Regions from separate parts of the Mus musculus genome. Here regions 2, 3, 4, 5, 6 and 7 are each linked to region 1. A link is a contact called in public HiChIP or PLAC-seq, capture Hi-C and promoter capture Hi-C data. All regions are on one chromosome and are shown on one strand. The core of a region is the stretch at or near the end of the contact, and the rest is flanking DNA. Distances in the headings are between cores, read along the strand shown. Region 1 holds the start of Itga9 (integrin alpha 9). Region 2 holds the start of Scn5a (sodium channel, voltage-gated, type V, alpha). Region 3 holds the start of Exog (endo/exonuclease (5'-3'), endonuclease G-like). Region 4 holds the start of Acvr2b (activin receptor IIB). Region 5 holds the start of Myd88 (myeloid differentiation primary response gene 88). Region 6 holds the start of Zcwpw2 (zinc finger, CW type with PWWP domain 2). Region 7 holds the start of Acaa1b (acetyl-Coenzyme A acyltransferase 1B).

Region 1 (3,647 bases), core at 482-2,981:
AGACTAACCTGTGAGCTGGGATACTTCCTTTCCTGCCCCGTCTCTCTCCCGTGAGACTAACCTGTAATGGCTTCCTGCCCCGTCTCTCTCCTGTGAGACTAACCTGTGAGCTGGGATACTTCCTTTCCTGCCCCAAGTTGCTCTGGATCAGAGTGTTGCTTTACAGCCCAGGAAGTAAACTAAGACAGGTGGATATAGCACTTATGCTGTGTAGTTTTGTATCAACATGGCACAAACTAAGGTCATTTGAGAGGAGGGAGCATTGCTTGTGAAAATGCTTCCCTCCACAAGATCTTAATTGGTGATTGATGAGGGAGGGCCCAGCCCAGTGTGGGTTGTGCCATTCCTAACTGTGATAGTCCTGGGTTCTACAAGAAAGCAGGCTGAGCAAACCATGGGGAACAAGCCAGTAAGCAGCACCCCTCCATGGCCCCTGCACCAGCTCCTGCCTCCAGATTCCTGCCCTGTTTTGAGTTCCTGTCCTGACTCCCTTCCATGATGAACAGTACAAGCTGAATCAACCCCTTCCTCTGAAACTTGCTTTTGGACATGGTGTTTCATTGCAGCAATACTGACCACAAGTAAGACAGCAGTAGTGCATCCGAGCTATGCAAATTACCTGACTGCAGTGGTTTAAGACAGCAACATTGATCATCTAACAATGCTGGACAGGTCATGGGTCTCGCTGGCCTGCGTTCCTGGAAGGGGTAGAGGAGAAGACATTTCTCTGTCCCCAGTTTTTGAAGCTGCCTGGCTTCTTTACCTCATGGACCCTTCCCTCCAGCTCCCAAGCTAGCGGTGATCTGGCTTCCTTTGTCACAGCCCTTCTGATGACAGCTGGAAGAGGCTCTTCACCTGTAAAGATCCCCGTGTTTAGACTGCTGGCGAGTGGATAACTCTGGAATGTGCACCCCCCCCCCACCCCACCTTGCCTACCCTAGGCTTTGACTGTTGTTGTAAGGATAAGCCTGATTAGAAAGAAAAAGATAAAGGCGTCGTGTGTGTTTAGTATGAATGAGACTTTGGAAGTGGAGAGGGTGGGAAGGGATGGGGAGGGGGTTGTGATTTTACCAGAGTAAAGAGTTAGTTCAACAATAACATTAAACTTGGAATAGTCAACTTCATAGAGTCAGGGATAAATGAAACTTGCCGGGGGCTGGACTGGGCTGGGCGTGCTTGTTAAATTTATGTATAATTTAATTTGCAAGATGAGCTATTGATGATCACATAACCAAAATGAGGTTATGACGTAAACTTTATGCAACGTATACTTCACCATAATCTCCCACATACAGGGGAGCACACCTGGCTGTATTGTATGTCTGCCAAGTTGGAAAGCGCTGGCCAGGTCAGGGAGTATGGAAGAACGCTCTGCTCTCTTCCACATGACTAATTCTTACAGCAACTGACTGGCGGTCTTGAGCGGTTGCCTCTGAAGAAGAGCTTCCAGATGGGCAGGGCCAGAATATTTACCCATCCTTGGCTCGGGTAGCTTTGGGTCTTTGTGTGTGAGAGAGAGACTTTCAGTGTAAGACAAAAGGAGAGAGACCCAGCCAGCTTGGACACAGCAGAGCCTAGGACATTGAGAGGATGCAGTTCACCGAGGTCCAGAACCTGGACCCGGGGGTGCGCCTGAGACCGCGTCCAGCAGGGGGCGCTGCGGACCCGTCCCGCCCGGGCCGCCCGGGCCGCCCACCCCGCGGGCGCGCCTCTCCGCAGTCCAGTGCCGCCCGGGCCCGGGACCCGCTCCTTCCGAGAGCGCAGACCTCTCGGCGGGCATCGAGAGGACGCGGGGCGCTGGCGGCCGTCCCTGGCCTTGCTCCGGCTCTCGCTGTAGCCCATCGCCGCGTCCCGGGCTTAGACTCGGAGCGTACGGCTCCCGCCCCGGGCAGCGGCGTGTCCCGGGAGCCCCGATCGCGGGGCAGGGCGCAGGGCGGCGGCCGGCTGGGGATGGGCGGCCCGGCTGCGGCGCGGACCGGCGCCGGAGGGCTCCGCGCGCTGCTGCTGGCGCTGGTGGCCGCGGGGGTCCCGGCCGGCGCCTACAACCTGGACGCGCAGCGCCCGGTACGCTTCCAGGGCCCCTCAGGCTCCTTCTTCGGCTACGCGGTGCTGGAGCACTTCCACGACAACACGCGCTGGTAAGTGTCTCCCGCGGATCCTCGACCCTGGCGTGGGCACCCCGTGGTCCCCCAAGTTGGCCGCCGCCTTTCCGGCCTCTTCCACTCCACCTCCCGCGGGGCCGATTTAAATGTCCGGGCGGCCACGCTGACATCCTGGCCTGCTCTCCGAGGCCCGGGGCGTCCCTGGGGTCCCTGTCCTCCCTGGGCAGTCAGACGCAGCTTCGCTCTCGCCAAAGCAAAGTTACTTGGCTGTCTGCCTTCCAGGGGCCACCGCGGGCTGGCCATCTGCCCCAGATCCCCGGGGGGCCCCTAGGAGGCCAGGCTGCTCTTGGGGACCACTTCATGTAACTCTAGGGCAGCAGCATGCAGGAAGCAGAGAAACAAGGGGTGTGGTGGGAGTGGGTCCTGGTGGCTTAGGAATCTCCAGAAGAGGTACCCAGGGGCCCCACAAAGTTCTGAGAGGATCTGGGATGCAGAGAGGACCCCCAAGGAGCAGACTGTGTGGCTGGTGGGCAGCCTGGAGCTCTCCCACGTGTCTAGAGACAAGATTTAGGAAGCTGAAGTTTTTAATCAAGGGGTACAGTTTTGAACCAGCGAGATGGGTGGGCCTGCAGAAAAGAATAAGTCTCTCCCTCATTAAGCATCAATAGTGAAGTTAACTGACCCCACAGCAGGAGCGCTTAGAGAAGGCGGATAGACCACTTCCTTGGAATGAACGAGCCACACCATGCACCACGCCCACCTATTCAAGGCAGCTAGAGTTCAGTAGCTCCCCAGCCTCATTTTAGATGATGTTACTGTGGACCCAGGAGATGGCTGGTTCACGTTGAGGGTGCTATCCCGTGAGCGAGCATCTTTAGAAGCAGCAGGCCGGGAGATGGAGACTGGCAGTGTGTGTGCTTGGACATGTAACTTACTGGGAGTCTCTGCTCGGAATTGGACAGGGGCCGAGGCAATCGGGGGCTTGTGGATGCGGGTCTTTCAGAACCCTGGAGAAAGAGAACTTTGTGACTGGCTTTATTAACACTTTCGTGTATTTAGGAGAGCGGCCTCCAAGAGAACCAGCTTTCAAAGTCCTTGTGTGTAGCTCTCCTCTGCATCCCTTCCTGACATTGATTCTAGTCACAGTTACCAGCCAAGGCTGCTTCCTGCAGTTGCCAAACCCTTCCTTTTCAGACAGCAGGGCAGAACACTTTCCTATGTTCCAAAGGCTCCAGGTCTGCCATGGGCTCTGGGCTTGGTACAGATAGATTATGGCTGAATAGAAAGAGTTTGTAGAGCTGGGTGTGGTGGCGCACGCCTTTAATCCCAACACTTGGGAGGCAGAGGCAGGTGGATTTCTGAGTTCGAAGCCAGCCTGGTCTACAGAGTGAGTTCCAGGACAGCCAGGCTACACAGAGAAACCCTGTCTCAAAAAACCAAAAAAAAAAAAAAAAAAAAAAAAAAAAAAGAGTTTGTAGAATACACCCAGAACCCCACACAGTGTGATCCCGGCACAAAGCACATGGGAGGAACTTTCAGAAATTG
Region 2 (3,647 bases), core at 367-2,866, 960 kb after region 1:
TACTGGTCTCGTCTGAGTCCTGCCTAGTCCTTTCTGTTCCCCTCCATGACCTAGACTCACCCTCAGCTGTGTCCCTAACCCTAATCCCAATTCTGTCAGCTCGGAGCAAGCACGACCCGAGCCTACCCACTCACTCACTCACAGCTCAGGCTCACATCCCACTCGGACCCTGCTCCAGTCACCTGAGCCAGGGAGAGGTCCTGGAGCCTCAGCCTAGAAGCAGGGCCCAGGTCGTCTCTCCTGCTAACTGTCTGTATAGATGGAGTGAGTGTGTGTGTGTGTGTGTGTGTGTGTGTGTGTGTGTGTCCCTTCGCACCCACAGCTGATCACACATGCACCTATGCATATGCACATACACACAGACGTGCACACTCAGGCTCTTAGTCTCTTAAACATTGTCTTCAACCACCATGACAGACAGACCGACAGACACATGCTACCCAGACCCCCACACTGACTGTACTTATCTTTCCAGTCCCGCTGGTGTTGCTCTGCGCTCAGCTTGAAGCTGGCCACAGGGACTCCCGTGGCCACCCTGGTCTCTGTTGCCTAGCCTTCCTGGAAAGGCCTTCCTCTAGATCCCAGCCTGTTCTCCTGCCATGACCCCCACAGTCAGGTCCAGAAGTGGACAGTTGTGTGAGCAGCCTGTCCCTCTGTAGGGGACCTGTGTGCCTGTCACATCATTAGTGCAGGGAAGGGCCTCTTGGAGAAACAGCACAACACTCCCTTCCCTCTCTCCAGGCAACAAGGGCAGCACAAGGCTTCCCCACACTCCATGCCTTAGCAGCCACGCCCTCTTCACCCCTCAGCCTTCCCATGACCTCTGTGGTTCAGGGAAGGCCACGAGGCCCAGGAGACTTCTACTGTGGCTCAGCCTGAGCCAGCTGGCTCAGAGGAGGATGCCTGGCTAATTCTCTGAGCTGCCAGAGGGACAGGAGGAACGCATGCAGGAGTTAGGAGGGGGACCGCTCAGGGCTTCATTCCAAGCGCCCACGCGTCTGGGGACAGGAAGGAATCCCCTAGAGGTATATGCCGGAGAAAGACAAAAGAAGGTAACATTTCAGTGGTCCTCCCACCCCTATGTTAGGGGCTCAAACGGCGTGATTTATGTCTGTATCCCAGAACTCCAAAATTAAGGTGATTGGAATACAGATTAATGGTGAATCACTCCCCCAAAGCCCAGGGGAGCCGGCCCCACACAGAACTCCACAGGAGCAAAGCTCCATCTGTCTGCTGCCTTCCCAGGAGCTACCCAAAGGGTGAGGAGGGTGCTGAGGGGGCGGCAGTCACCTTCTGGGTACTATAGAAAGGGTCCAGGTCTTCCAGGGGCTCCCCAATGAGCTCTCGGGGTGGGTTGCCATAGAGATCTGGCAGCTTTTTGGAGGCCTGTAGGTCCAGCTGGGGCCGGGGAGCCTCCTCCTCTGGCAGGCCCTCACGGCTCTCCTGTGAGGTGGCCGAACCACGGGCTTGTTTTTCAGCCATGCGCTTCTCGATGGCCGCCAGTGACTCCCGGGTGAACCTACGGAAGCTGCTGGTGCCCCGAGGTAACAGGAAGTTTGCCATCTTCTCATCCTGCTTCTGGGGGCACAGGCTCTCCTCAGGCTGCCTGGAAGGAAGCTGGGAGACAAACACAGGGTGTGATGGGGTGCCACGGCCGGAGGGCAGGGTAGTCAGCCAGCTAGGCCGATGGCGGGGAAAGACACAATCTGCAAAAGTGTACAGCCCACCCCATTCCCGACCCCCACTGCCAACCACTGCACAGGCGCATACGATTGACAGCGGCTCGGGTAAACGCTGATGCTCGCCTCCACTGAGGTGTGTGTGTGTGGGGAGGGTCCATGAAGTGACCCCCCCCACTCTTGCCCCAGTGTGTACGTGTATGCATAAATATCAGTGATCAAGAGACGGTGTGTCCTCATGAAGGGGTTACCCTGTCCACCACACACAAAAGTAAAAACACTTCAACTGACCCCCTTTAAGACATTTCCACCACAACCGGCTCCCTGGCCTCCACAGGGCAGGGATGGGAAGAGATGCCGTTCATTTTATCCCAGACTCAAACAGAAGGGCTTTTCTCCAATTAAAAGGTGAAGCATGCATACGTCAGGATTTGGCCCTGCACGGGACAGGGTCCCACCCCCCCTCTCCAGGGAACATTCCCAGCCTGAGTGGTGTCCAGTGCCCCCACAATCCCCATGCCCTCACACAAGAGGTGCAAATCAAACCTGAGGCATAGAGGCAGCAACTGGAGGCAGCATTTGCCCCCCAAGGGATCCAGGGTTTTCAGCAACGGCCGGCCGGACAGGAACACAAGAACTAGCATCCAGATGTTGGCATCTGGTGTGCCCAACTGTGTAGACCTCCATCTGAGGATCTCATAGGGATCCCCTGAGTGCAGCACCGTCCCTAGCTAGACTGATTCTAAAGACGGGAAATGTGACAGGTGGGTCTCTGGCTCATCACACCGTCCCCTCTTCTCCCATAAAAGGGGACATACAAGCGCAAACCCCAAGGGTTGTTTTTTCTTTCCCCCCCAGCACCGGAAGGCGGTGACCACTGGTGAAGAGGACTTCCAACAGGCATATGTGTGTGACGTCAAACAGGGAGAATGTGGCCCCTGGTGGCCTCAAAAGATTCAGAACCTGGTGCGAACACACTCTGTCTATGACAGCAAGGCAGAAGAATGCATTTCTGTCAGGCTCACCAAAACAGGATGTGGCCAGAGGGCTCCTGACTATGACACCAAGCCAGGAGGCTGCACCGCTAATTACCACATCAAAACCGGGAATGGCTGGGCACCGGCTCAAGAGGGCAGACTGGACACCTGCTGAAGATGTCTGCCAGGGACACACTCTCTTCCTGTCAGCCAAGGGCTTTGCCCTGAGCTCACTCCATGGGGCATGTCATTAGTGACCCCTATAAGCTTCTGTGACACCCATGCCAGCACACGGCCAACAAGGACCCCAACTCAGGGTGCCTGAGCACCACCGATGGCAGATAAAGGTCCTAGTGAGAATTCCTGTCTCAGAAAACAAGTTGGACAGCTCCCAAGGAATGACGCTGCTGCAAGCTGACCTTTGGCCTCCATATGGCTGGCACATATGTGTCTCTGCACTGAGACACACACACAGACATGAGCATATAGTTGTACGGTGTGTGTGTGTGTGGTATGTGTGTATGGTGCATATGTGTATATATGGTATATGTATGATGTGTGTGCATGTATATGAGTGTGCATGGTGGTGTGTGTGTGTGGTTTGTATGTGCACGTGTGGTATGCGTGTGTACATGGTATATGAGTGTGTATGATGTGTGTGTGGTATGTGGGTATGGTGTATATGTGTGTGTATATGGTATATGAGTGTATATGGTGTGTATATGATGTGTGTGTGTACATGATGTGTGACTCTGTACGATGTGTGTGTATATGGTGTGTGACTGTGTATGTTGTGTGTATATGATGGGTGTGCAAGCTGGTGTGGTTAGTATGTGTGTATGGTATGTGTGGTGTGTGTGTGTGGTGTGTGTATGGGGTCTATGTGTGTGTATATTGTGTGTGTGCTCATGTGTATGGTGTATATGTGTCTATATGTATGGTGTGTGTGTGTGTGTCTGTGGTTTGCATGTGCGTGTGTATCCCTGGGCCA
Region 3 (3,647 bases), core at 418-2,917, 840 kb after region 1:
GAACATTAGGGAAGGTTGGGTGATCTATATCACGATTGGTGGGTTCTATCTCTGGGGGTCTGGGTGATGCCATGATTAGTTAGGGTCTCCATTCAAGCAAACTTCATGCCAAGGAGGGGGCAGCTCTTGATCTCCTAGCTGTAAGTTTGCCTAACGATTCTTTTGCAAGCTAGGGAGGGGTCCCTTTTATGTAAGCCTGGTTGTCCCAGTAACTGACTTGCCCAGTCTGGGAAGTAGAAACTCAGGGCTAGTCTCCTGAACTGCTGGTTTGCAGCCTGTCATGGAGTCAGCCTGGCTCAGGCCAATGCTCTTTTTATGGGAAGCTGGAGACTGCTGCCAGGTGAAGACCCATTGATCTGAGTGGGAGTCTATTAAACACGAATATTCTTCTTTTTACAAAAAATAATTTACGGTCTTCAGAGTGAGTTCCTGGACAGCCAGGGCTACACAGAGAAACCCTGTCTTAAAAAAAAAAACAAAAATAATAACAATTTACTTAATTTTATTTTATGTGCATTGGTGTGAGGGTGTCAGTCATGAGCTACCATGTGGGTGCTGGGAATTGAACCCAGACCCTTTAGAAGAGCTGACAGTGTTCTTAATCACTTAGCCATTTCTCTGGACCTTATGTTCTCCCTTTGTCAGTGGGCATTTGCCCATCAATTTTGTCTAAGACCAATTTGAGAGGTCCCATAAAGTGGCTAACATTTACAGTGTTACTTGACGGCATGCATCCCGTGTATACCACCTTAGTCCTGAGATGAATCCCTATCGTCTAAGATGATGATTTTAACTTCTTTTTTGAGACAGGGTCTTGCGATGTAGCTGAGACTCATTTGGAACTCACTATGTAGTCTAAGCTGATCTGGAGCTCAGAAATTCCTTCCTTGTCTTTGCTAGCGCTGGGGTTACAGATCGGCTCCACCAAGCCCAATTACAGTTTATTACATCGACTTATTTATGTCTGGCTGTACATACCTGTGCATGTAGGATGGCAAGCCCATGCCTGTGACGGTGAGAGGACAGCTTTCAGGAGTCAGTCCTCTTCTACCAAGTAGGTTCCAGGGACTGAATTCAAGTGTCAGTTTTGGTGGCAAGCACCCTTACTGATGAACCATCTTGCTTGTCTAGGCACAAATTAAAAGAGATAACATGGACTGACACACTGGACTAGTTTGGTAAGGATTTAACTTCTGAGCTCTGGCCCATCCAGAGTCTCTGGCTACCATTGAGTACTGTTTTCCCAGGAAACTCGATAGGTGGTACAAACACTCTGATGTGTATTTTGACTTTGAAGCAAGTGCCCCAAACAGTCCAATGGGGTACAGGTTTTGGAATCACATCGAGTTGGATCCCAGGTTAGGAGATCTTTGATGGATCATGAACAAGCATTTACTCACTATTAAATGGGACTAAAGACAATTTCTTCAGAGGACAGTACACACACACCATTAAATTGACAAGCTAGGACACTTAACCCATCCATTAACTGGCCAGGACCAGGGATGGAGGTAGGCGTGCCTCCCCTGCTGGACTCTAGGGGACGCGCGAGACCCTCAGCAGCGAAGGCCTCTGGGAGGCGGTTCGGGATGGCGCATGCGCGCCTGGTTCCGGAGCCGGCGATTGGACCATTCCGGCCTCGGAGCCCCCGCGTGCGCATGCGTGGCAGAGACAAAGTGCTGGCGCCCGCGAGTCATGGCTGCAAAGAGCTTCGCTTCCCGTCTCAGGGACTCGCGGCGATTTCTGAATGGCTTCTTGGCCGGGGCTGTAGTGGGCGCCGCGGGAGCGGGGCTGACGGCGCTGCAGTTTTTCCGGCGTCCGGACGCGGAATCCGCGAAGCTGGCGAGGCAGCCACACGGTGAGTCTGCAAGCCTAAGCCGGCTCGGTTCCCCACTGCTCCCCCAAATTCTTCACCTGGCTGCGGGCTCACACGTCACCACCCCTCCATCCTTAGCTCCACCCCGAGCTGAGACTCTGTTTGTTCTCCACCTTAGGTGCAGCACAGTGCCTGGTACAGAATTGGCCTTCAGTAAGTGTCTTAGTTTCTTTTCCTGTTGCTGTGACAACGTATACCTGACAGAAGCAACTTAAGGGAAGGGTCTGTTTTAGCTCCCCGTTCGAGGTGCACCCCATCGTGGCGGGGAAGGAGCTCGAAGCAGCTGGCCACGTCAGGAAACGGACGAATGCGTGCTGCCTTTTGGCTCCCTTTTCTCCCAGTTTATACAATGTGGCCACGTCCCTCCACTGTCAGGAAACGGACGAACGTGCTGCCTTTTGGCTCCCTTTTCTCCCAGTTTATACAGTGCGAATCCCAGTCAGGGAATGGCCCAGCCCATAATTAATCTGGGGATCCCCATATCATTTAATACAGCCAAGATTCCCCCTCTCCCCATAGGAATACCCGGAGGCCTGCTTCTCAGGTGTTTCTAGATTCTGTCAAATTGACAACATCACAACAAGAATGTTTGAAGGCGTTTCCGTAAAGAATATCTGCTACCCAGTCTTCCTAGTATGTACATCCTTAAATTTACGGGGCATCTTATCTTTAGACAGAGAAGTGAGCACAGACCCATCTCATTCCAGGACGTGCTGAACCACCCGCTTCTTTTGACACTTGCCATTGTGCCAGAGGACTGCTCTGGGGAGGCATGGGGAGGAGTCACTTGGAAGCAGCTCCGGGTTGAGTCCTCTAGGAGGAAGTGTCAGTTTCTTAGCCCCACTGCAGTGAAGGCTGCAGTCTGTCTTTCCTTGAACTGAAACACTGGGGAAGTATCAGTGAGGGACAGTGTGGGTGGGCTTGTTTGCTCTGTTTTTGCTTTGAGCCAGTACTCACTGTGACCCAGCCAGGCATGAGACATGGAGAAACAGGTGTGTGCACCCACTCTTGGAGTTAAGGTCTTTTAAAAAACGAAATGGATACTTAACCTGGCAGCTGATATATCATGTTGATGAAAAACTAAAATGATGGCCATTTTTGTCTCTATTAGTCGCAAGACGTTCCCATTCACTTTTATACTTGTAGCACTATGGTTTTCCTTTGAATTCTCCCCCCACCCCCCATACACACAGTTTGTGGTACAGACAGATTTAGAAAACTAATGTGGAAAACTAGTGAGATTGGATTCTTATTTCTTTTTGGTCCCAGGAGTGAAGCCAGGGCCCGTACCCTAGTCCATGCACAGCTCTGTCATTGAGCTGTGCTCTGCCTCGAGCCAGGTTTTATTTAATTATGTAATAGCACATGCCTGTTGATTCCACGTGTGGTCGGCAGGAGCAGGAAGAACAAAAGTTTAAGGCTTGCCTAGGCCACGGAGTGACTTCAAAGTTAGTTATGAGTAACCTTACGTTTGTTCCCTAGCCCCCAAACCAAACGCGTACCCCCATAGCTGAAGCTCATTGTGAATACCCGACCGAGGACAGGCAAAGGAGGATTTTGCTAAACTCTTTTCTTTGACTTAATAAATTATGGCAAAGATGAGGCCTATTTGATTAGACTCCCTCCTCCTCCCAAGGACTCGGAGTCAGACTCCTAGGAGAGACTTTTGAGCCAGTTGTTTTTAGACATCACCGTTGTCTTTAGAATCCTTTGTTCTTAATAAGAATAATTACTTTTTTTCTGTTCATAACCCCCTCTTTTTTCTTTCTTT
Region 4 (3,647 bases), core at 355-2,854, 800 kb after region 1:
TCACCTCAGTTACCATTTAGAAAGGGTGCTAGTACCATAGAGATGGCTCACAAGTACTGGGACCTGATGCCAATCCTTAGGATTTGAGTTTGATTCCCAGCTCCTACAGAGTGGAAAGACAGAACCAACTGCAAGTTGTCATCCAACCTCAATGTGTTCATGCTCTCTCTCTTCTGTCTCTGTCTGTCTGCTTCTCTCCTTAACACACACACACACACACACACACACACACACACACACATGCATGCACACATACACATACAAACACACATATAAATAAGTAAAATATAATAAAAATCTTAAAAGAAATAGAAGATACACTTAGCAACGTGAATGGACCCTAGTGACATCTAAGGAGCCCCTCAGCCCTCTGCTGTTAAAGCTGCCCAGATGTGAGATGGAGGGTGCTGGTGGCACGGGGCATATGGAAACATATGACTGTATGTTGGATGCACATAGATACAGGCAAGAGAGCACACACACAATCAATCAATAAACGAACGAAAAATAGGAAGAGTCACAGATGGACTGCGAGCTCGAGGCCACCTGAGGATTACATAAGGAGAGGAAAAAGACCACATTTAAGAGCAAAGGTTGTCAGACAAGGTGCAGACTTCTTGGGAAGCTGAGGATCCCTACCTCAACACCAAAGCCGTAGCAGAAAGAAACTCTACCCAAGTCTGGAGGACTTCAACACCGTCATTTTCATAAGGGAAGTCCGAGGCTCGAGCAAATGAAATGACCCAGGCTGGGGGGGGGGGGCGGCGGGGGGGAGCGTCCTTCCTCCTATGACCCACTGCTCTTGGTGAGGCAGGAGGTAACTATCCGAGGATTCCATAGCATTTTTTTCCCCTGAGTAGTGACTGGCTTTTCCAGTGTAGCTGGGAGGCCGATTGCTCTCACACTCTGATTGTGTAACATCTGAAATGGAGGGATCTGGTGTGTGTGCGTGTGTGAAAGGAACAGAGGCATGTTCTGAACAGATCTTTAGAGGTGGGAGGAGTGCTGAAGGTAAGATGAAGGATGCTGGATTGCTGAGGATCCTTCAGAAAGCAGGTCGCCAACAGTTCTTTCCCACCTGCAGCTGCTCTGTGGGTCCTCCTCTGCTTGGAGATAACTGTGCGTGCGTTGTGAGGAACTGCTGTCAATTCAGACTTCAGCGTTTTCCTGCCAATTAATTAGCCCATAAATGGGAGCTGGAGGGCAGAGGTCCTAGGTTATGGGGACCAGGAGCTACCCACTCACTCAGGGGTCCCAGAGGAGCGTGCATCCCGTAGCGTGGGCTCCATAGCACGGGGCAGGAAAGCACCAGCCAAGTTGTGGGCAGTCCAATCCCACCAGCTCGGAGAGCGCGCCCCGCCTAGCCCTAGAGTCTGGTGCTGCAGGCGCGCTGTCTCCAGAGGGCGCGGGCTGGGGGGCGGAGCCTCGGTGTTGTTGTTCCTCTCCGGCCCCGCCCCCAAGGGGGGCGCGGACCACGCGGCCGGAGGGCCCGCCTCCCCTCCCCCTCCCCGCCCAGCTCGCCCGCCTCTTTGTATCCAACATCCGGGTTTCCCCGCTGGCTCGGCTCCGTGGCCACCGCTCAGGAGCCATTTTGGACTCGGTTCAGGTCCCCTCCCCCACCCCTCCCCCGTTCATGGCCCCTCCGGACTCGGCCCCTGCGCCCGGGGCCCGGGCCCAGCCCCGTTGCGCCATGCCCGCGTCGGGCGCGCCCTGGCCCGCGCCCCGCCGCCGCCCCCCGGCTCCCGCGTCGCCCCATAGCCCGGGCCGCACTGCGCGCCGCCCGCAGCGGCCCTGAGCCCCTATCTCCGCATACTGCCTGGGAACCGAAGCGCAGAAGCGCGCGCTCCTGGAAGCGAGACCCAGAGAAGGAGCGGGAAGCAGAGCGCAGCCGCCGCCGGGCCCTGCGCGCCCCGGGAGCGCAGCGCGGCCCTGCCCGCGGGCTCCGGGTGTCCGCGGGGCGGCGCCGCGGAACATGACGGCGCCCTGGGCGGCCCTCGCCCTTCTCTGGGGATCGCTGTGCGCCGGTAAGGACCGGGCGCGTCGTGGGGGTGCAGGGACCTGGGGCGCGCGGTGTTTACCAACAAAGGGCGGCCCCGCGGCCTCGGCGCCGCGCCACCTGCCTGGGATCGGGGTCGCGCGGGGCGCTCTGGTGCTTGCGATCTTAGAGGCGAGCTCGCCCGTGCGGTTCCTCTGCGCGATTCTGGCTCGCAGAGGTTCTAGGTGATGGGGGAACCTGGAGCGTCAGGGTCGGGGTTCAGGTTCCGCGGGTGTGCGGACCCCAGGGATAGAGCGGGGAAAACCTAAGCGTGGGGAAGGCGGCCAAGCGGGGTGGGCATCTAATTGGGGGCGGCTGGGTTGGGGCTGCTCGCCCCTGAGAGTCATAGGTGTCGCAAAGCGAAGCGGACGGCTTTCCATAGCCCGCCCGGAGTCCTCTGCATCCCGTCCCGCCACTCCGCGTCGCGATCCTCATGCGAGTGGCTCCTACCTGCGCCCGCTTTTCTTGCAGCGGGCCGCAGATGCGCCCTCGTGGGACCGCTTTTGTTTTGGGCAACTGGGAGTGGAGAAGGGTTGAAGAGGCGAACCAACAGGTCTCAGATCGCTTCGGCCGGCACGTGGCGGGCGTGAGTGACCCGCGGTCAGCTCGCAGCCGCCTGCGGGCTGTGGATAGCTGGTGCGCGTCTGCTTGGGACTAGAAGGTGTGGGTGTGTACGCACGAAGTTGTGTTGGGAAAGCGCTTTCTCCCCCAAAGCCTAGGCACTGATTTCTGTGTCCCGATGGTGCTGAAGCGTGCTCAACTTTGTAGGAGCTCCGGGGCGGGCTTAGGGCAGTTCCAGGAAACGTGGACAGTCGGGCATTAAGACTCCAGAGAAAAGATCGTGGAGATTAGGACGGCTGGTGCCCGGTGGCTGGGGCTCTGGGTCCTGCGCGTCTTTGTTCCCAACCCCCATTACACATGCAGCTCGGGTCCCCTGCGGCCCGAGGTGGCAGCAGCGCGGAGTCTGGGAAACCCGCGAGGGGCGGGGCCCGGAGTGTAGGGAAGGGCTGGGATCCCCCTTGCAGCTGCGGGGGTGGGTATCCCAGATGGTCATTGCACCCCCTCACAGGGATCCTCACTTTCAATCTTTTCTATTACAAGGTAGTGAGGGTTAGCTGTTAATTCCGACCCCGAGAGTTTTTGCACGAGCCTGGGTGCGGTGGAGCATGAGTGTACGAACCAGAGGGCAGAGATAACTTCTTTGCTACCCGAGCCCACTGTTGGGAAGCGGTTTCAGTGCTGTCCTGGAGTGGTAGAGGCAACGCGGTGCTCAGGGTGAACATTTTGTTTCTTTCTGCCACTCCCCGAAGTGTTGCTCCAGAGATTTTTCACCCCAAGAATGAGAGCCTGGAAGTGATGGAAAACAGTGGTCTGCTCCGGGGAGGGCGGCAGCAGGCTGACCCCAAGTTATAGGACCAACCTCTAGTCGGCTCTTGACTTACTGGATTTCTGCACCTGGACATGTATGTGCCTTGCCTCTTTTAAGTTTAGGTTTGTTGAAAGCATTGTCTCAGGACCGTTCGCCTCAGACTAGAAGTCTGTATGTACATCACTGCTCCTGTTTGTTCCAGTTTGACCTCACCAGTCACTTCCCATTTGGAGGGGCAGAGTG
Region 5 (3,647 bases), core at 844-3,343, 730 kb after region 1:
CCAGCTAGCAGGACAGTCCTTGCATCTGGACCTCTGGGTTTCATGCATTCACCCACCTACCCTCTTAGATGTTTAACCAACCTTTTCTCAATTAGCTCGCTGGCAATGGACCAGACACAGGTGCCCGGCAGGACGTCACGGTCGGACACACACAACTTAAGCCGATAGTCTGTCTGTTCTAGTTGCCGGATCATCTCCTGCACAAACTCGATATCGTTGGGGCAGTAGCAGATAAAGGCATCGAAAAGTTCCGGCGTTTGTCCTGAGGACAGGGGACAAGGGAATCAATCAGCCTCTGCAGAAGGCTGGAAGGAGCCCAACCTGGAGTCTTCCATCAAGGGAACCTGGGCCTGTATCCATATCAAAGCAATGTCATATACATGCCCTCTCTACCAGTGAACAGATAACTTCCTCCCAGATGAAATCCCGGTTAACTATGATGGAGGCATGCCATTAAAGTCTCAGAACCACTCTGGGAGAGGACTGCCATTATTCCCATTTCTTAGATGGGGAAACCAAGGCTCAGAATGAGCAGCTTGCCCAAGGTCCCAGGTCCATCCATCTGCTTCCGGTATCCATGCCCTCTGCAGGTCACATGTTTGAGGCTGTGGCCCACCTATTCTACCTAGGGGCACAGTACTGGGCCCTTACCTAGGGGGTCATCAAGGGTGGTGATGCCTCCCAGTTCCTTTGTTTGTGGGACACTGCTTTCCACTCTGGCCACCTGTAAAGGCTTCTCGGACTCCTGGTTCTGCTGCTTACCTAAGTATTTCTGGCAGTCCTCCTCTGTGGAGAAGAGAAGGGTGTAGAGGCTCCTCCTCCCACCCCATCCCCGACACCCCCGCCCCCCATGCCCCAGGTTGCTGCTGTACACACACTCAAAATCCTGAATTAGTTTAAAGAGCCTACTTGGGGCTGGCGAGATGGCTCAGCCGGTAAGAGCACTGACTGCTCTTCCGAAGGTCCTGAGTTCAAATCCCACAACCACCCATAATGAGATCTGACGCCCTTTTCTGGTGTGTCTGCAGGCAGCTACAGTGTACTTATGTATAATAATAAATAAATGTTAAAAAAAAAATTTAAAAAGGGCCTACTTGGGCCGAGCCTTCCCCAGCCACTGGTACCATGGATGGCTCTACAAACTAACACTTCCTTTTGGACTCTCCCAAAATGAGCATCTGAGAGGACTCCAAAGTCAGCCTGCTTCTCTGAGCCTTCCTCCTGCCTTCCCTTTCTAAGGCTCTAGAGAATGGAGCCAAACTGGGCATCTAGCAGGGCACAGAGCAATCGGAGCAGAGGATTGAATGTCAGAAGGGCTCAGGCACCCAGTTAGTGCTCAATGAGAATGGTGACCCCCATCTAGCAAGGTGTACCTCACTGTGGGCGGGGCGGGGGTGTTGTGCTGAGTGCCAGTGAGTGATGGAAGGGGTCCTCACTTGTCCGGTTGATCCTGACACAACTGAGATACCGCGAGAAAAGCAGATCTTGACTCTTGGTACAACTGAAGGTCTTTGCCTAGGCTCTTTCCATCTTTCCTCAGGGTTTTTGACCCCTCTCCCAATCCCTACGCTGACCTGCATACTGACAGAAAATTCGACTGTCACTCTCTTCCTCCCTAGCGCACCCCAGAAAAAAATGAACAAGATTAATATGCCAAGGCTAGCCTCGTTGATCCTTGGCACAAAGCCAGGAAGCACGTTTCCTCACCGATGCGCGACTTCAGCTCCTTCAGTATATCCTCACGGTCTAACAAGGCCAGCAGCTCTAGCAGCCTGCCGACAGACGCGCCAGAGCGCCCCTGCCAGGCATCCAACAAACTGCGAGTGGGGTCAGGGCGCGTTTCCAGCTCTCGGATCTCCAAGTACTCGAAGCCCATCTCCTCCGCCAGCAAGGTCCAGTCGGCCGCCACGGGCGTCCGAGGGTTCAAGAACAGCGATAGGCGGCGCCTCACTCCCACGTTAAGCGCGACCAAGGGTATGGAGAACATGAAGGAGTCCAGGGACCCGGATCCCACGCGGGGGTCTCCCGCAGACATGGCAGGCAACCCTGGGCCCCCGGTGCCGTCCAGTACGCTCGCCTGTGGAGTTTCCTACTTCCCTTAAGTCTCCTGCCAGCCCCTCCTTCTTTCGCTTTCCGAGAAGCTCCGCCCTTTGCTAGAATCTAGACTACGGGGCCAGAACTACCCAGCCTAAAAGTCAACCCACTTGTGCTTCTAACGTTTGCTCACCTCCCCTCGAAGGTGTGAGAATTTATATAAACCGCCTCTGGCATCTGCCTTGGCCCACCGATCAAGGTGGATGGACTAGGCGATCTGGTAGTGGTTATTATGCATGGTTAGCTCAATCAGCCTTGTTTAGGACTTGAAGGAGTTACAGCCCTTCTGTACAGTAATTTATATTCTGGTAGTAGGGAGGGAAGAGACAGACTGGCTTCGGAAGTAGTAACCCGAAGGCTCAGTCTACCTTTAGCTATCTGATGTCACTTGTGACTCTGCTTTTTAAAGGGGAAAGCCCACGACCTTGCCCATAAATTGGCATTTAGGGTATCTTGTCCTTTGTTTTCTGAGACAAACAGCACTACCTTCCCGGGGTCTGCAAAAAACACGCGGAACCTACCACCTTACTCTTTAACGTTGGGTCTAGACCCAAGGAAGATTTTTTCGTTAATTCACTTGGTTAATCTATTTAGGTGTCAATCTCCAATACTGGGTCTCCCTCCACCCTCCACCCCCATCCCCGGGTTTAGTAGAATTCCTAGGGGAATGTGGGCACTAATGGCACTATCCCAAACAAACGTAGATCAACAGGCTTAAGACGAGTGGGGCACGTTACAGTTAGAACCTGCCTGCCGTTCAGCACCTTAATCGGTTCTTCACACCAGCCCGGAACCCAAAATTACTTTGTTTTCTGAGAGAGCTTCTGTGACAGCCAACCCGGTTGGGGCTTAACTAGGTGCCTCAACATTTTCTAGGTCCTCAGTTCTCGGTTTTGGGACCCGGGGCTGAGCACAGCAAATTTTGATGGGAGACAAGGGTCTTCTCGGGCTAGCTCAGCAGAGAAGCCATGGGCCGGGCTCCGCCTTCTACGCGGCTGCGCGCTGAGCTCAAGGGGAGGGACTCCCTTGAGGCTGAGTTCATCCTAGGAAACCAGAAGTTTGGGAAACCTCCTTCCCCAATGTCTACAAAAGGTTGTGCAAACTTGGAAGTTTCCAGTCTGCCTTTCAAGGAGGATTAAGAGTGCGCATTACGATTGGCTTCCGTAGGATTGGCGGGCGGGGCTTTGAGTGGAGAGAAAGCGTCTTAGGACGGGCGTTGGGCGGGACTCTGGGGCAAGGGGTGAGTGGGCGGCCCTCAATCAGACTCCCCTTAATCTAATTGGTTGTACCTAGGAGTGGGCAGGCCCTCTAAAGACCCCATCCTACCTCTCGCAGTATCATTCTACCGGGGTTGTGATCCCCTTTCAGGCCTTGCGACGTAGAAGGCTGTCCTGCGCCTGCGCCCGCGCCTGCGCCTGCGCCTGCGCCTGCCATCATTCCTGTTCCTAAAGCTCTGCACCCAGAACCTAAACGAGTAGGTAGGACCCACCTCCGCGATGCATCGGCTGCAGGTAGTGCTGGGCCACCTGGCCGGCCGGCCCGAGTCGAGCTCC
Region 6 (3,647 bases), core at 640-3,139, 570 kb before region 1:
CTAGAGAGAGGCTCAGTGGTTAAGGGCACTGCCTGCTCTTCTAAAGGACCTAGGTTCAATTCTCACCACCTACATGGAGGCTCAAAACTTCTGTCAACTCTTGATCCAGGGAATACAACTCTTCTGGCTGTCATGGGCACTGCATGCACATGCACATGCACACACACACACACACACACACACACATGCCAGCAAAGCATAACACACATTAAAAACAATGAAAAACAAAAAGGTTTTCATTGCTCAAACAAGGTATTATCAAAATAATACCTGTACTAACCCTAAAAATAAATATTTGCCCCTAAGAGAGCTGAGCCATAGTCGTAACTTATATCAAGGTCCATATTTTTTGATTGTTCAAAACCAAATATACTCCAGTGAAAAAATTATCTACCCATAGGCAAAAACTATATACTCAAAAACCTTCCACAGAACACTGACAGAATTTAAGTTTTCAGTTGACAAAATAATATAGTGCCAAGAAACATGAGCGTTCTTAGTTGTCAATAAATAAATATTAACTATAACTATGACTCTCACATTACTTAACCAGAAATAATCTAGAACTTGTGCTCCTTTTTCTGTCTGTGACCCCCTAAGATTGCAATTAATTTGTCTATGCCTCACCATACAGTTCAATGTTCTAGCATGCACAAGGCTTCGGGTTCAACCTCCAGCACCGCATTGCTTGGTAATGTATAAACCCAAAACCTTGGAGTCAGAAGCAGGAGGTCAGAGAAAAAAAAATTCAAGACTTTGAGGGTAGCCTGGGCTACTTGAGGCCCTGCCGCAAATTTAAAATTAAAAAACAAACGTACAAAAATATGAAGATTTAACAAACTACAGACAGAGAGAATTATAGATGACTAAAATTCTTCACCCGGTGGTGGAAACAAGTGTGTTTGTGGCCATTCTGGGATGCATAAGACTCTGCCTCAAAAAACAAACAAACAAACAAACAAACAAACCCGGAGGATTATCACCTAGAAATAACCGAGAGAGGAGACAACTCTAAGAGCCAGAACAAGTCAAGAGTTGGCCATGGGCTCCTTTTCTCCTGCTACACAGAAGAGCATCCCGGAACCCCCATGAAGTCAGTGAGCGACCTTGCTTCAAAAGATACCCAAGGAGACCGCCACGCGACCCGAAACACGGGGCCTGCGTGGATTCCAGGGGCCCCAGACACGCATCAGCTCTCGGGTTAGCACCACGGTGACAGGCGCCTCTGAGCTGAGCAGCACGGACCCACCTCACGGAATCCCAGTTGCCGCTGAGTGGAAAGGACGCGCTAGAGGGCGCCCTGAACGCGCGCCTCAGCCCAACAGCAGCCAGCCTGCGACGCTGTCTCAGCTCCACTCCGCCTCCCCGCGGCTGGGCGCGACACCTCACCCGCCGCGGGGACCACTGGGACTGGTAGTACGTACGCCCCGCCGCGGAGGCTCACGGGACTCGTAGTGCGCCTCTGCCCTACCGCAGAGGCTCATGGGACCTGTAGTACGCCCCGCCCCGCTAGAGCGCCACTTAGCGGCACCCTATATAGTCTTCAGGTCCGGCTTCCGGTTTCGTCGCGCTGCGCTGGCACCCAGCCTGTGCGCAGCGGCGACACCTTTGTGGGCGGCGGGGCGTTCGTAGACCCTTCTAGAACCCTCTAGGCCTCGCCGCCCCTGAGCGGGGCAGCGGGCGCCGGCGACCCCGGAGTTGACGCGCGTGCTGCTGGGTAACGGGCCTGTTCCGGCGGCCCCGGGCCGCCCCTGCTCGGTTCCTCTGTGACCTCCAGGGCCCCTGACTGCGGGAGCCGCGGCGGAAGACATGGGACTCCCTCGGTGCACCTGTGACGGCCACCTTGACGGGGGAAGCGGTGGCGTCTTCGAGGAAACCGGAAGCCCGTGGTGACCCCTGGCGACCCGGTTTGTTTTCAGCCGGCTTCCAAACACTGGGGAAGCGAAACCCGGTGGCCTTGGGGACCGCCCTACGTAGCCAGGGTTCAGGGTGAGTGGATCGCTCGCGCTCGCCCGGACGGTGGAGACAGCCAGGAGGGGCCTGGTGGCTGTCGCCTGGCCAGACGCACTTCGCTTTCTGTCCCCGGCGCCCTTCTGCTGTTCAGAGCGGCCCAGTCTAGCATCCCTGGTCCCTGCCATCCCACAGCCCCGCTTCCACGGGCTTTTTTTTTTTTTTTTTTTTTTTTTTTTTGCCTTCCCGCTCGGGGATTGCTCAAGTTCGGTCCGTGCTCTTGACTCGCTGGGAACGCTTTCAGTTTTATTTCCTGCACTGGGGTGGCATTTATATCGGAGAGGGAAAGAGGGACGTGGGTAGTGCCGGTGGCGTCTGGGAGTGACCATCAGTCTAACTTGCATGTTTCAGTCCCGTTTTCCGGCTGGGTTGCAAGGCAGGCTAACAGTGGTCCTCCTCGCAAGGAACTCGGAATACTCAGAAAGAGAGATAAAATACCCATGGAAGCTACTAGAAATCAGAAATACCATGTGATGATCAAAAACATTGACATACTGAGACTGAAATTGACCTCTAATCCTTAAGTACAGAAGAGCCACCCCACCCCCGTTTGAATTTTAAGTTGGATTGAACAAAATCTTAAAACAGTTTCATTTCTAGTTCTCAAAAAATGTTCTCCTTACCCTGTCTGTAGTGATCACTCCATCGTCTTAAATGGAAAACAATTGGAATTATTCGCTGAATGGCTACAGAGTGTTGAATGCTCTAGGTTTGTAAATGGACGTTTTCATGTAAATGCGAGAGATTCATTGATGTCTAAAAGGCAGCTTGCTGTCGTGGGAATGCCAGTGGATTAGATGGATAGCCCAGATGTGTAAGCATCGAGTTTTCCACTTCCTCTCTTGAGGAGAAGGCTGCTTACTCTGACTTTCTCCTTCCCCCTTTTCTGAAGTCCAGGGCTTGCTTACCCTCCAAGGCACCCAGTTATAATTTCTAAGAGCTAGGCTGGCTCTGAAGTTGACAACTTAATTTGTATGTTTAATTACTTCATCTGTAAATTGAAGAGTGCTTACCCATCTTAGTGCTTTTTTACATTGATTTAATGAATTCTTAAGAACAAGTCAGGGGGTGGTAGCACATGCTTTTTTAATAATCCCAGCACTGGGGAGTCTTGAGTTGCAGTCTAGCCAGTGCTACAAAGTGAGACATCTTCAAGAAAAAAAAAAGGGGGGGGGGGGGGAGCACAGTTTCTAGCATATAAGTGCCTCTAGCAGAAGTGCTTCGGTAATGGTACCAGAGCATGCCATGCTTACTGAGGGAAATAATATGATTTTTAAAAAAAGCTGAATAGGATGAATATAACTTTAATGCCACATTCTGAATTGAAGTTGTTTTATTGTCAGGAAATAATTATTAACAGCATTTATGTAGGTGTTTAGTTGCATTGAAATACATTATTTTAGATAAGGAGTGGAAAGAAGGCTGCCCTTGGATTGCTTGGCCGTAAAAACTAATCTCTGGGCTTACTGCATTCAGTGAGTCAGGATCATAAAAATGAAAGCTGCCATTTTTCATATTATATATCTGATATTGTTTTTGGACACTTAATAAACTGCAAAGCATTAAGCTACTAAGGCACATATGTTTAAGTGCTGGCGTCATTAAAAAGGGGCACTTCAGAATCCCTCTTAGAGAAG
Region 7 (3,647 bases), core at 434-2,933, 550 kb after region 1:
TCATAGGTGCTCAGCTAAGAATGGAAGCAGACGCTGCTCAGTATAGCCATGAGATTATTTAACTCTAAAGGGGATGTCATACGTTGTCTTTGTTTAAAAGTTAGGCCACAGAGAAGCTCTAACCCAGTCCCCAAGTCCTGGATGCCTTGGCCATCGGCCCAGTGACACACCCCCTCTAAGTAGGGAAAAGGTTATGGAGAAGAGGTCAGGTCAGTGGACTTTAGTTGCCTCGATATCTTCATTCCACCTGCTCTTCCACCACACACAGATACATCCCCAGTGCCAGGGCCTTCACCAGTCACGGTGGACAACCAAGCTGGAGCCAGAGAGATTACCTCAGGAACTGGGCGATGCGTGCCATAATGGCTCCAGCCCCGGGCTGAAGCACATTGCCTGTGGATAGAAGAGCCTTCACTCAGTGCCAGGTGGTGTCCCAAGGCCTAAGGCAAAACATGCCGCAGAAAGGAGACATTTCAGATCTCTCCAAGAATCACAGCCTCTGGAGAGAGGCGCACATGAGGCTGTGGAGGCTCAAACTCTGGGGAGTGGGGAGCCAGCTACCCAACAGCAGTACAGTGCTGGAGGGCCGCCAGTGAGCTTGCCAAGGCATGCTCCTCTGATCACAGGAAAAGACGGGAGAGACTCTAGGGTAAGAGACACAGTGCAAAGCCTGAACGCTGTGGGAAGCAGGGCTGTGGTGAGGGAAGCGGGTCTGCAACTGCTCACCTGCCCAAGTGTCCTCCTCCAAGCCCTGCACCACTGCAGAGATGAGGAACAGGCTGGCACCTCCGGACAAAACTGTGTCCTACACTATGTTCTAGTTCAGGGAAAGCCTAGGGGTTAAGGCAGGGTGGGGTGAACCCATCTGCACCTGTAACCCGGGACAGGATGTCCATGTAGGTAGAGAAGCGCGTTTTCCCGCCTCCTGGGGTCTCCTGGAACATCTGGGCTTTAGAACTTCTACTTGGTGGTGCTAGGCTTTCTAGCGCCTCTCAGGTTGCCGATGTGCCATGAGGGGGCGCCCAAGGTTCTACTCTTGAGACTGGCCATCGGGAGCAGCCTGATTCAGACCTCTGTGGTCGAGAGCCCTCCCGTTCAGTAACTCAAGTCTGTGAGAAGGGAGACGGATATTCGGGAGGAGGGCGGGGGAGGGCCGGTGCAGGACCCGCAGGGGAGCTCACCCACGGAGATGTCTCCCAGCTGCTCAGGCTTTAGCTTCACGTCCTGGAGAACCGCGGTCAACACGGCCGACAGAAGCTCGTCGGGGGTGGTGTCCTGCAGGGCGAAGCGCAGCAGCGGTGAGCCCAGCTCCCGAATCCCCGCCCGGGGACTCTGCGGTCACCGGACCCCCGACGGCAGGATCCCATCCGCGCTGGCCGCCTTCTGCTCCCCTCGCCCGCCCGAGGGGCCTCACCTTGAAGCAGCCACGGCTGGCGCGGCCAATGGGAGTGCGCCGTCCGTGCACCACCACCACGTCGGAGGCCGAGGCCTGCAGGAAGCCAGCGGAGCAGGGCGCAGCTTGCAGCGCGGAGCTCGACTCGGGCCGGCCGGCCAGGTGACCCAGCACTACCTGCAGCCGATGCATCGCGGAGGTGGGTCCCACCGATTTGCCAGCGCTCTGGGCGCTCACCCCAGTGAATTAAGGACGCGGGCTTGCACAGGGCAGAGCCAATTGGAGCCTTATATTTTCAATAAGTCCTGCCTACCCATTCTGCAGCCAATCAGAGGGCGACTCTTCCTGAGTCTTCCCCCACCACCACCTCCCAGCTTCTCAAAGCAAGTCAATGAACTTCAGAACCCCTCCTTCTTAAGTTTGTCCATGTACACCTGTGATGGTGCAAGTGTGTACTGCGCAAGTTCAAGGCCAATCTGGGCTACAAAAATAAAAGAAAATGTTTTAAAATATAATTAAAAAAAAAAAAAAAGCTTGTGCACATTTTTGAAGCTCCTCCCAGAAGTGTAAACTGGAACTTTCCTCGTTTTGTAATCTACACTGTAGGCAGGACCTCAAAGTCTTGTGGATTTCTGAACATGAACCAGGAGACCTTCCTCCAAACATGGCCATGGCACACTATCAGACAAAAGTCAGGAGGTTTCTGGGACAGTGGCAACAGCTTTACACTGCAAATGGAGATAGAGGACCTGACTCTGATTCCTGTTCTATTCAGCTCTCGTCTTTCCTGGGTCCCTGGCCCTAAGCTGGATGCTTGAGTACTTGGCTGGAAGAACCCGTTCTATCAAGGCACAGAAGCAGTTCAAAGGTCTCTGAGAGTGTCCCATGTAGCATCCTCTGTATGCCTATTTGAGATGCCCTCATCAGTGCACACCCCTGCAGCACCCGCTCCCCTCGCCCCCTTAGCAAAGGTGTCTGCCAAGGCCTTGCAGTGTGCCTGAAGCATTAACTGATCAATGGCTTCCTGTTGAGTGAATGGACCGGGGCTTCCTGGATCTAGAATGTGTTACCAGCCTTAAAGAGTAAGACCGGGTTCCCCAGTCACAGTGACAGGTCAGCCCCAAACCATGGCAGTTACACAGTGTTTTCTCAGACCCCAGGGGATCCCAAAACATGAAAGGAGAGGAGGCTGGGAGAGGGCTCAGAAGGTAACGGGCTTGCCCTGCAAGTGGGAGGCCAGAGGTCAGATCCCCAGTGCACAAGGCTGGGCAGGCTTGACAAGGGTCCCATGACCTTAGTGCTCAGGTGGGAAAGGCAGAGGATCCTTGGGGCAAAGTGGCTACCTACCCCAGGCAAATCACTGTGTTCAGACAGAAACCCCATCTCAGAAAGCAGAGTAGGAAGGGGTTTAGAATGGCATCCAATATCAACCTCTGCCCTACACATAATATGCACACTCACCTGCCCGTGCTTTCCAGGGCAGGAGCACTGGAGTCTTAGACACCCAGAGGCTGATCTAGCCTTCCTGTCACCATGTCCAAGGGCACAGACTTCCTAAGTGCAGGGTCGTGTGCTCTTTAGACACCCCAGAGAGCACGCTGCACCAGGCCTCCTTCCTTGTCCCCTCCCCACTGTCTTCCAGTGCTCGCCTTTGTGGACCTCTTAGAAGCCCGGGGGGAAGCCTGTGATGCCATCAGTTCCTAGGACGCATGTAGAACCCACAGCCCACTGTCTGCATGGGGCTAGGCCAAGGACAGCCACCCAAGACAAAAACATAGCTTATCTAAGGCCCGAAGAGAAATGAGATTTTGTGTTTTATTTTTGTTTGTTTGTTTGTAAGTTGCTTACACGGATGCTGAGTGTGCCTGTTGTAATGTCAAAATGTTGAATTCTTCTGCATTGAGCAAGGCCAGAGAAGTTCATACAACATCAGAAGGACAGGCTCACCTTCTCTACAACCAGGATGGTGGATCTCAAAGAACATTTCTAAGTTCCACATCACTGGCCCAAGTCCCCAAATGGAAGTGTGGAGGTCTGTACCAAGGCACAGGCGCAAAGAATTGCAGACTAGAGGACCACAGAGCTTCTCTAGCCAGAAGGCAAGGAGGACTAACAGAGGGGTGACAGACGTTACAACTGCAAGCTCCAAGGCCTACCTCAATTGTAGGAAGACCCTGAGCTCCACACCCCACATCCTCCCAGCTGCTGCCAGGGGACTCGTTTTCCCTCACATGGAGAGGTTGTTTTGTGGCTG

Evidence for each region. Promoter capture Hi-C pulls out the DNA fragments that hold promoters and counts their contacts. HiChIP or PLAC-seq counts read pairs in DNA pulled down with a chosen protein or histone mark. Capture Hi-C pulls out chosen DNA fragments and counts their contacts.
Region 2: a capture Hi-C map of embryonic stem cells shows a contact between it and region 1, with 2.9 times the contacts expected there. The contact joins the promoter of Scn5a here to the promoter of Itga9 in region 1.
Region 3: a contact with region 1 is called in a promoter capture Hi-C map of the 3T3-L1 cell line, with 4 times the contacts expected there. The contact joins the promoter of Exog here to the promoter of Itga9 in region 1. A contact is called at or near these places in 6 of 39 promoter capture datasets (the 3T3-L1 cell line, the C10 cell line, hippocampal neurons and 2 more) and 1 of 115 datasets of contacts at active chromatin or transcription factors (bone marrow-derived macrophages).
Region 4: an H3K4me3 HiChIP or PLAC-seq map of embryonic limb bud shows a contact between it and region 1, with 3 times the contacts expected there. The contact joins the promoter of Acvr2b here to the promoter of Itga9 in region 1. A contact is called at or near these places in 2 of 39 promoter capture datasets (the 3T3-L1 cell line and hippocampal neurons) and 1 of 115 datasets of contacts at active chromatin or transcription factors (embryonic limb bud).
Region 5: a contact with region 1 is called in a promoter capture Hi-C map of pre-B cells, with 2.2 times the contacts expected there. The contact joins the promoter of Myd88 here to the promoter of Itga9 in region 1. A contact is called at or near these places in 3 of 39 promoter capture datasets (cranial neural crest, frontonasal cranial neural crest and pre-B cells) and 1 of 115 datasets of contacts at active chromatin or transcription factors (forebrain).
Region 6: a promoter capture Hi-C map of erythroid cells shows a contact between it and region 1, with 4 times the contacts expected there. The contact joins the promoter of Zcwpw2 here to the promoter of Itga9 in region 1. A contact is called at or near these places in 5 of 39 promoter capture datasets (the C10 cell line, embryonic stem cells, erythroid cells and 2 more), 3 of 115 datasets of contacts at active chromatin or transcription factors (epiblast stem cells, large pre-B cells and thymic regulatory T cells) and 1 of 9 other capture datasets (embryonic stem cells).
Region 7: a capture Hi-C map of embryonic stem cells shows a contact between it and region 1, with 4 times the contacts expected there. The contact joins the promoter of Acaa1b here to the promoter of Itga9 in region 1. A contact is called at or near these places in 5 of 39 promoter capture datasets (cranial neural crest, embryonic stem cells, hippocampal neurons and 1 more), 1 of 484 Hi-C or Micro-C datasets (embryonic stem cells), 3 of 115 datasets of contacts at active chromatin or transcription factors (astrocytes, embryonic limb bud and embryonic stem cells) and 3 of 9 other capture datasets (adipose tissue, embryonic stem cells and liver).

The regions. Positions count from the first base shown.
Region 1 is chr9:118,604,978-118,608,624 of GRCm38.p6, forward strand. Itga9 (integrin alpha 9) reads left to right here and starts at 1,732. Exons shown (of 28, transcript NM_133721.2): 1 at 1,732-2,138. The coding sequence starts at 1,951.
Region 2 is chr9:119,561,062-119,564,708 of GRCm38.p6, forward strand. Scn5a (sodium channel, voltage-gated, type V, alpha) reads right to left here and starts at 1,617. Exons shown (of 27, transcript NM_001253860.1): 1 at 1,291-1,617. The coding sequence starts at 1,563.
Region 3 is chr9:119,443,293-119,446,939 of GRCm38.p6, forward strand. Exog (endo/exonuclease (5'-3'), endonuclease G-like) reads left to right here and starts at 1,668. Exons shown (of 6, transcript NM_172456.4): 1 at 1,668-1,858. The coding sequence starts at 1,696.
Region 4 is chr9:119,400,574-119,404,220 of GRCm38.p6, forward strand. Acvr2b (activin receptor IIB) reads left to right here and starts at 1,605. Exons shown (of 11, transcript NM_001313757.1): 1 at 1,605-2,024. The coding sequence starts at 1,973.
Region 5 is chr9:119,337,925-119,341,571 of GRCm38.p6, forward strand. Myd88 (myeloid differentiation primary response gene 88) reads right to left here and starts at 2,094. Exons shown (of 6, transcript NM_010851.3): 1 at 1,708-2,094; 2 at 652-786; 3 at 82-262. The coding sequence starts at 2,035. It overlaps Acaa1a (acetyl-Coenzyme A acyltransferase 1A), which reads left to right and starts at 3,370. Exons shown (of 12, transcript NM_130864.3): 1 at 3,370-3,647. The coding sequence starts at 3,591.
Region 6 is chr9:118,038,970-118,042,616 of GRCm38.p6, forward strand. Zcwpw2 (zinc finger, CW type with PWWP domain 2) reads right to left here and starts at 1,890. Exons shown (of 9, transcript NM_001378466.1): 1 at 1,250-1,890. Azi2 (5-azacytidine induced gene 2) reads left to right here and starts at 1,553. Exons shown (of 8, transcript NM_013727.4): 1 at 1,553-1,989.
Region 7 is chr9:119,155,410-119,159,056 of GRCm38.p6, forward strand. It overlaps Acaa1b (acetyl-Coenzyme A acyltransferase 1B), which reads right to left and starts at 1,684. Exons shown (of 12, transcript NM_146230.3): 1 at 1,415-1,684; 2 at 1,182-1,275; 3 at 336-393. The coding sequence starts at 1,585.